Regions from separate parts of the Nothobranchius furzeri genome. Here region 1 is linked to region 2. Evidence: chromatin contacts called from public Micro-C data. All regions are on one chromosome and are shown on one strand. Each heading gives the region's core, a stretch centred on a gene start, on an enhancer-like site or on the middle of the called end of the contact. The rest is flanking DNA. Distances are from core to core; before and after follow the strand shown. Region 1 overlaps ap1m1 (adaptor related protein complex 1 subunit mu 1). Region 2 holds the start of LOC107383601 (epidermal growth factor receptor substrate 15-like 1).

Region 1 (3,683 bases), core at 896-3,395, 100 kb after region 2:
TGCTATATTTATAATAAAGGCAACATCTGCATGCAACTTTTTCTGCTCACTTCATTTCTAATTTTCAGGTAAAGCTGATGACAAAAGTTCAAGCAAATAAAAGGAAACCACCCGCCTCGTTCTCATCGCTGCGGTGAAAACACTTGGAGGGTGTGTCCAGATTGAACCGAACAGGATAACCACTGGTGTTTGAATACAAGTCATCAAGGTTTGCAGAAAACCACAAAAAGAGGATCCATCACCAAAACACAGATGAGCACGTGAGAACTAAATCAACAGAGACCGCACGGCCGGCGTAGGTCGTGACTTGGCAAACCCTTAAAACATATAAAAGATGTTTTTTAGACCATTAAACCCAGAATGAATGTTTTTAAAATGATCATTCTGTGTCATTTTAAACAGCATCTAAACGTTTTTTAGGCTAGAGTTTCAACATTAGAAAATCTTTTATTGAATAATGAAGCTATACAGTTGCACTTTTTCAAACATATTCCTTTTATGTTTTTACAACCAAAAAAAGCAAAAAATAAAAAGATTATTTCTTTGACTGACAAATCGAGTTGGGAAAATCTTAAAAATCTAAAACCAGCGCCCTGGTTACAAGTCGGTTAACTTTAATTTGAGCTCGTTTCCGAGTGGGCTGCATAATGTCTCTACAACTTCATAAAGTCCTACTGATGATGATAGGAAATGTTGGGAAGCTGGAAATCGTGACGGCGTGTAAACGTTATGGCATAAAGGGAGATTAGAGCCTCCGGCTGTAAATTGTAGAGTTTATTCTCAAAATACATCACCAGTTAATGAAAAACACAGAATTGAGAATATTATTTAGAAAAACTGTGGAAAAACTTTAATCATATATTATAATGCATCAAGTTCTGGCAAAAAAAAAAAAAACACTTTAAAATGAAGTTAACCTTGTTTCCACTCAACAAGACATGGTGAAACTTAATTTTGTGTTGTTGCGCTACACATATAATCACAGTTGTCCTGTGATTATACGGTAAACGTAACACGTGTGTGTTAGTCTGTGGTCAGTGTGAGGGAAACATGAAATATAAACATTAGTCTCATTCTCTCGCTCTCTCAACAGCATGGAAATTACAATCAGACTCCAATTAATCTGCTAACCTGGTGCTAGCAGTGACGTTTTCTATCACTGTAATCAGGATCAAAACAGAGGGTCAAGTTCATGTTGATGAGCACTTCTGGCTGGTGCAACATCAGAAATGTGTTTAACCACACAGAGGTTACAAGTGCTCCACGCTGCCCCCGCTGGCCTAAATTAGGTTTCACTTCTCGGACTGGTGAGAGAGAAAAGATGGTGCAATAAAACTAAAATTAGATATTCAGAATAATAATCAAATCCCACCCTGAACTGTTCATGTTTCTAAGTGTCTTTGCCAGCGCTTGGATATGTTTTCAGATGTTTTTATTATTGTTGTAGTGAAAACTCACCTTTACCCCACTTGAAAAGCACTTGGTAGGTTTGTTTGGGAAAAGCGCTCTGCAGCACATTATTCTTATTTTGACTGACTGCGAAGCTTTGGTGAATGTTTTTGAGCCTTTTCTGTTGACGTCTGACATGATCTGTGAAGGATTACTGCCTGACAGGTCATAAGTGTCAAACCTACCTGGATCCCCGAGGTGGTGAAATACGGGATCTCAAACTTGACACTGATTGGTGGTTTCCCCTCTTTGTCTTCGGCCTCCACGCTTGGCAACCCGAAGTGAGCCCGCATCAGATACTCCTTTCCTCCCTGTGACAAATTAAAGCACAAGCATTTTAACTAAGCTTGAAGAGGAATGACAAATAATTTGTAATTTAAGTTAAATCATATGTGCTCCTTGTGCTTTGAGAAAAATCGTGACAATTATTGGGTGAAATACAAAAATAATTTGCATTCATTAGTGTGAAACTCCTGAGTCACGTTTTCTGCTCACAGGAAAGGACTTGATGGACCAGACGATCTCACTGTTCTCAGGCACCCACTTCACGCTGCCCACTGTGGTCTTGAACTTGGGTGAGTCAGCGTCCGTTGGAACAGGAATGTGAATCTCCACGTTGTTGGCGGTGGAGCGCCTCTTGAACTGGCTTTTTGCCTGCCGAGCAAAACAAGCGGGACGAGTTTGACACGCTGTGCAGCCTCAAACAGGTATTCAACCAGGACTAGGATTGTTGCTTCACAAAAGTACAGTGTAATCACGACTGTCCCACTTGACAAGATGATCCACAAGAAAATAAGACTCAAGATCAATGCAGCATGTTTCTGTGCACGTGACCTCACCTCAGGCCAGTTGGAACTGAGCTACCTTTCAGTCTTCTGTTGTTTCAGTATTGTTGACATGAATAATGGAACCGAAACATAACAACGGTTTAGCTAAAAACACAGCAGCTCGTTCCTGCGGAGAAAGTGGCCTACCTTGATCATGTACTCGATCCGGCTGTGAGAGTGCTTCTCAATAACCGATTCAATCCAGATCAGAGGTTTCACCTGTGAGAGGAGAGTAACAGAAAGTTACATTACCTATTCACATCACTTCTTCAAGCTTAAATAACAAGTAGCAGTCGCCACCTAGTGGGTAGATATCATTACTACAACAGAAGACTCAAAGATGATGTTTGATTTTTCACCGCTACCACTGAAAGGGAAAAGGAAACAGTCCATTGTTTATGTTCAGTTTCAGAACATTGTTTTTTTTACTCTTTGTATTTTAGAAAAATGTACAAAACCTCAGGAGTCACCTCGCCTTTCATTGGTCAGTAAATTAAGTAAAAAACTATCTGAATTCCATCTGATCTTCGTTCAGTCAAATAGTTGGATAAAAAAATGTTAATCTAAAAAAATAATAATAATAATAAAAAAAGTAACACAAAAAACCGAGGGGAAAAGGTTTAATTTAAACACCCAAAAAACCTATGTAGTCATCGTTGACATTGATTTTATTATTTGAGGCGATAATTACATTTTATTTAGTTTTACTGTAGTAATTATTATTAGAAGAAGACAATAAAAGAAGATAACAATAGAAGCAGAAGGAAAAACAATAGAAGACATCATTGCAAGAAAAAGACAATAGAAGGAGACATTAAAGGGGCATTATGGAAGTTTGACAGCCAAAACATGTATAGAAATAAAACATTTCTTCTTAATACATTCTCCTGCAATGCCCTGGTCCTGTAGAATGAGTCCTGGCATTTTTACTGTGATTGCCTGTTTTTCTGTAAAATCACAGAAAAAGAGATCTGCTCGGGTCGAGCAGGCTGCTTCATGCGTGTTCACGCTCAGGCATCGCCCATAGCATTTGCTGTCAGTAGCTTTAGCAGCAGAGAGTGAGGTAGTGCCAACTCAGCGACTTTGTCGCTGTTCCTAACGCCTAGTGATGAACCTAGCTACATTTCTGAGGACCCTTAGCTACTTTCTTCTAGATATTTTCTGCAAATTTGCAACAAAATAGCCATTTTCGCTCTGAACCGATCTTTGAACGTTGTTTCAGCTGTCATCAGGAATATAAATATTACAGATACAAAAGACGTCACTGGTGCTATAGCACATCCAGTAAGATGGCGGACTCCCGTGCGGAAGACTCGGGTTCGATTCTGGATGTGATCATAGTTTATTTACAGTTTCTTTTTTACATTAATGGTATATTTTTTTACAGTAAGATGCCCAAATTTTTAT
Region 2 (3,836 bases), core at 37-2,536:
TTGAATGGGTATTAATGGACTTGATGTTGGGTTTTTTTTTTGTCACATTACCCTTACTGAATTGGTACTGTGGGTTGTCTATCATTCTGTGGCTTGACCACCAATCTCTTGTTTTGAAATTGTTACATTTTGTCACAAATCAGATTCAAGCTCTACCTGTGAAATTAATATTAAATAAACAGGGTCAGAAAATGGGCACATTGGTATTGTAATTTATTTTTGGATGTTTCTTTTGCACTGACATCAACTTGAATTACTTTTTCTTGATGGCATATTTGAATGAAACATTACAATATAAAAAGGCCTAAAGCTAGTAAATGTTTAAAATTGTCATTGAAATTTAATTCAACATGACTTATTGTGCTCACAGCTGCAGTACATTCTGATGAAAGTTTTTTTGATGTGTCACTCTTGCAAGAGTTGCACACATTTTTACCCATCAGAATGTTTTTGATGCCAAAGTTTTAATTAAAAGATTATTACTGTACGGTCTGATTACTATAGTTTGTTTAGCATACAAATGGTAAATATATTTAGTTACTAGTTTGTATGAAAAAGCTGTGAGATGCTCAAAATGTCAATGCATGATTGTAAAAATACTAGGTTAGCACATACAGAAACAGATGACAGACCCCTTGCTTTTGATTTTTGGTAATCAAGAATTGGATAATTTCCATCATATCTCCTTTCTATTCTGAGCAATGCATAATTGTAATAAATTAGTACATAATTATATCAAGGTGTTTCCTTTAAATTTGAAGATTGTTTATTCAATCAAAAATGGGTACTTCAACCAAAAAACTGCAATTAAAAAAGTTGTAACCAAAGAAACCCCAAACTTACCATAAAATTTTTTCTTTTAAAAATAGACGTACTGATTAAATCAATAATTTAAATTTCGTTTAATCGAAAAGTATTTCTTTAAAAAAAAGGACATTTTGAAACCGGAAGTTTCGAGAGACAATTTTATTTTGAAAACCGGAAATTTTTTTGAGCATCATACTTTCGTTTCTGTATATAGTACACTTCGTGTTTTGTAAGTAAAATACTTTGTTTCTGATTAGCCATCGTGTTTAGCAAAAATCAAATTCATATAAATTTAAGAAAATAAATTCAACAAAAGTATTACTTTATTATCTCCACATGTTACGGCCATCTTAAACTGCCCTAAGAATGAGGACGAACTACATAAATGGTGTTGAACGAATAAAAACATGCTAAGCCGCAAAGATAAATTCTACTAATATATTTGCGTTAAAGCACCGCAAAAAGGGCATACGGGCAAGACGCATTCTTTCTCCCGCGCGTGCCTGTGTGAACCAGGCTTTACCTTCAGGGGCGTGAGCGTTGTGCGCGTACTCAAGACACCAGGAAAGATGGCGGCGCTCATGACCCTCAGTCAGGTAACAACGACCAAAATACCAAAAAAAAACTCTGAAAATGTCCATTTTGTCATTGTTAAACGACCGTGACATTGTTTTTGCGCGGTTACGACTTCACCACGCTATAAACCGCGAGGAACATTAGCCAGAAAAAAACGTTCTAGAAAGTTTTCGTTGTCTTCCGAGTAAACATTGTCAGCTAGGTTCATCGACATAATATACGGGCTAGGTTGATGACTAAGTTTTACGTTTGAATGGCAAAGAAAAACGAACTGACAGTTTATTACTTTATTTTTAAATAACCTAATTTAAGTAAAAATTGACTAAGTTTAGGACGAATTAAGTTATGTACATTCGATTAGCTGTTGGAACTATAAGTTGTTTTCTTTGTGATAGACAATCTACTAACCTAATTAGCCATGTTTGTCTCTAACAATTGGTCCTTTTTATAATTGTATTCATTTATTTTTTTTGTCTTCTGTCCAGTTATCAGGTGGAAATGCAGTTTTTGAAAGCTATTACAGACAGGTAAGCTTGGTGTTGCCATTTATATTCTTTAATATAATTATTTTGGTGTATCAGGTGAACTGAGCATTATCATTCATGTAACATCAAATAATGAGAGCACTTATTGTTTTCATTATCTTAGCTTGATCCAAGAAACACAGGAAAAATATCAGCTGGCGATGCAGCTCAGTTTCTTAAGAAGTCTGGGTTGTCAGACAATACTCTTGGAAAGGTGATTCTCAAACTCATCTGCACACTTTTAAACAAAATAATCTCACATTTCCAGTTCACAACATCTAAATTAATTTTGTTTTATTTGCCCTTTCAGATTTGGGATTTGGCAGATTCTGATAGAAAAGGCTACTTGGATAAACGGGTAAAGGCGGTTTCTTTGTGGTTGTTGTAGATGGAAGATGCTGATGTTTGCACAAAACCTTAGATTTGTTTTGTTTTTCTCCCTGTTTCCTAGGGGTTCTTCATTGCCCTGAGACTTGTAGCATCAGCACAAGGTGGAAATGATATCAGTCTTAACAACCTCAACCAAACTGCAGCTGCACCAAAATTTGTAAGTGTTTAAACTGACCTCCCTGGCAACTGTTAAGACTTTGATTTGATTTGTTGCAGATATAACGCATGAAATCAAACATTTAGTATCTCAAAACTGATAGTTACAGAAATACATGGTGTCCAGCATTTTTTTTATTCTGGTAATGAGATTCTGTCTACTGTTTACTTTTGCAGAGGGACACTGACAGCCAATTATTAAGTGGGTCAACAACAGCATTTGACTCTCAGTGGGCAATTAGGGTGAGCATGATCAGATTTGTAAAATATTATCTACATTATTCTGATGTTTAATAAAGAATAACTCCTATTTAATATTTTCATCCGCTCTCTCAGCCTGATGAAAAAGGGAAGTTTGAAGGAATATTTGAAAGTTTGTCTCCTGTGAATGGCCTCCTCTCTGGTGAAAAAGTCAGACCAGTTTTGATAAACTCCAAATTACCTCTGGATGTGTTGGGAAAGGTGATTTGCACATTATACAGCACTGTTTTCTGCCACTTGTTTCAAATTTTGTGTATCCATATCTGTATATTATGATTTTGTAGATTTGGGACCTGAGTGATGTAGACAAAGATGGACATTTGGACAAAGAGGAATTCACAGTGGTAAATTGGGATGCTTAGCCTCTTTTAGTCATTTTTTCTGTAGTCCATTAAACACACTGGTGCTATTGCAAATTCTAATGTTCTTTGTTTTTCACTTCGTAGGCATTGCATCTCGTGTATCGAGCCATGGAAAAAGAGCCCGTCCCAAGTAGTTTGCCTCCATCTCTTATCCCACCTTCTAAAAGGAAAAAATCTGCAAATGCGCTACCAGGTGCTGTGGCTGTGCTGCCTGCTTTGTCTGGTCTTACATCTGGTCTGGCTCCTCTCAAAGACACCCTGAGAAGCACTCCCACTCTTGGAGGCACCGCTTCTCCTCTTGGGAGAACTGCATCTCCTGTGGGCAGTAGCTCTTCTTCTCTGGGGTCCATTACTTCCCACACACCCAGTCCCACCAACCTATCCCCACAGCACTCCTTTAAATCGACCTCAGCGGTATGTCATATTACTCTGTTTTCTATGTGTTACGTGATCATATTTAGTTCATAATATTCGGTCCATATAATTACTAACATTACCAACTTCAACATGAGTTTACCTTACCTAGCTGCATTTCTAAAATTTGTGTTAAATTTAACTGCTTTAATGTAATTTTCTCATGAAACTTGAAAAAAGGGTTGAATACAAAGCTGTAATACATTTTAAATGTTCGTTTTGAACCCAACTACTTGTTATAAATGTGCCTTAAAGGATCTTTACATAAAGCCTTTCAAAGAAAGAGAAACAAAATTGTAAAAGGTGTTCTGCTCGATGCACTTCACACAGCTGCTTTATTCTGTAT

The links. A called contact is a pair of places that touch in the nucleus more often than the background predicts.
Region 1: a Micro-C map of tail fin shows a contact between it and region 2, with 4 times the contacts expected there. The contact joins the enhancer-like site here to the promoter of LOC107383601 in region 2. A contact is called at or near these places in 2 of 2 Hi-C or Micro-C datasets (skeletal muscle and tail fin).

What each region holds. Positions count from the first base shown.
Region 1 is chr11:45,551,491-45,555,173 of NfurGRZ-RIMD1, forward strand. ap1m1 (adaptor related protein complex 1 subunit mu 1) reads right to left here. Exons shown (of 12, transcript XM_015956360.3): 8 at 2,424-2,495; 9 at 1,945-2,103; 10 at 1,635-1,760. Among protein-coding and RNA genes, the nearest start is that of ap1m1, 7.6 kb to the right of the region's middle. Within about 2 kb of position 2,146, at least 1 of the 3 cell types and tissues checked has an H3K27ac peak or open chromatin away from gene starts, as enhancers often do. A contact at or near this core is called in tail fin, where this site is marked.
Region 2 is chr11:45,448,342-45,452,177 of NfurGRZ-RIMD1, forward strand. LOC107383601 (epidermal growth factor receptor substrate 15-like 1) reads left to right here and starts at 1,287. Exons shown (of 24, transcript XM_054742064.2): 1 at 1,287-1,403; 2 at 1,869-1,910; 3 at 2,032-2,121; 4 at 2,218-2,265; 5 at 2,359-2,454; 6 at 2,631-2,696; 7 at 2,790-2,915; 8 at 2,999-3,058; 9 at 3,161-3,490. The coding sequence starts at 1,377. calr3b (calreticulin 3b) reads left to right here. Exons shown (of 9, transcript XM_015956358.3): 9 at 1-196.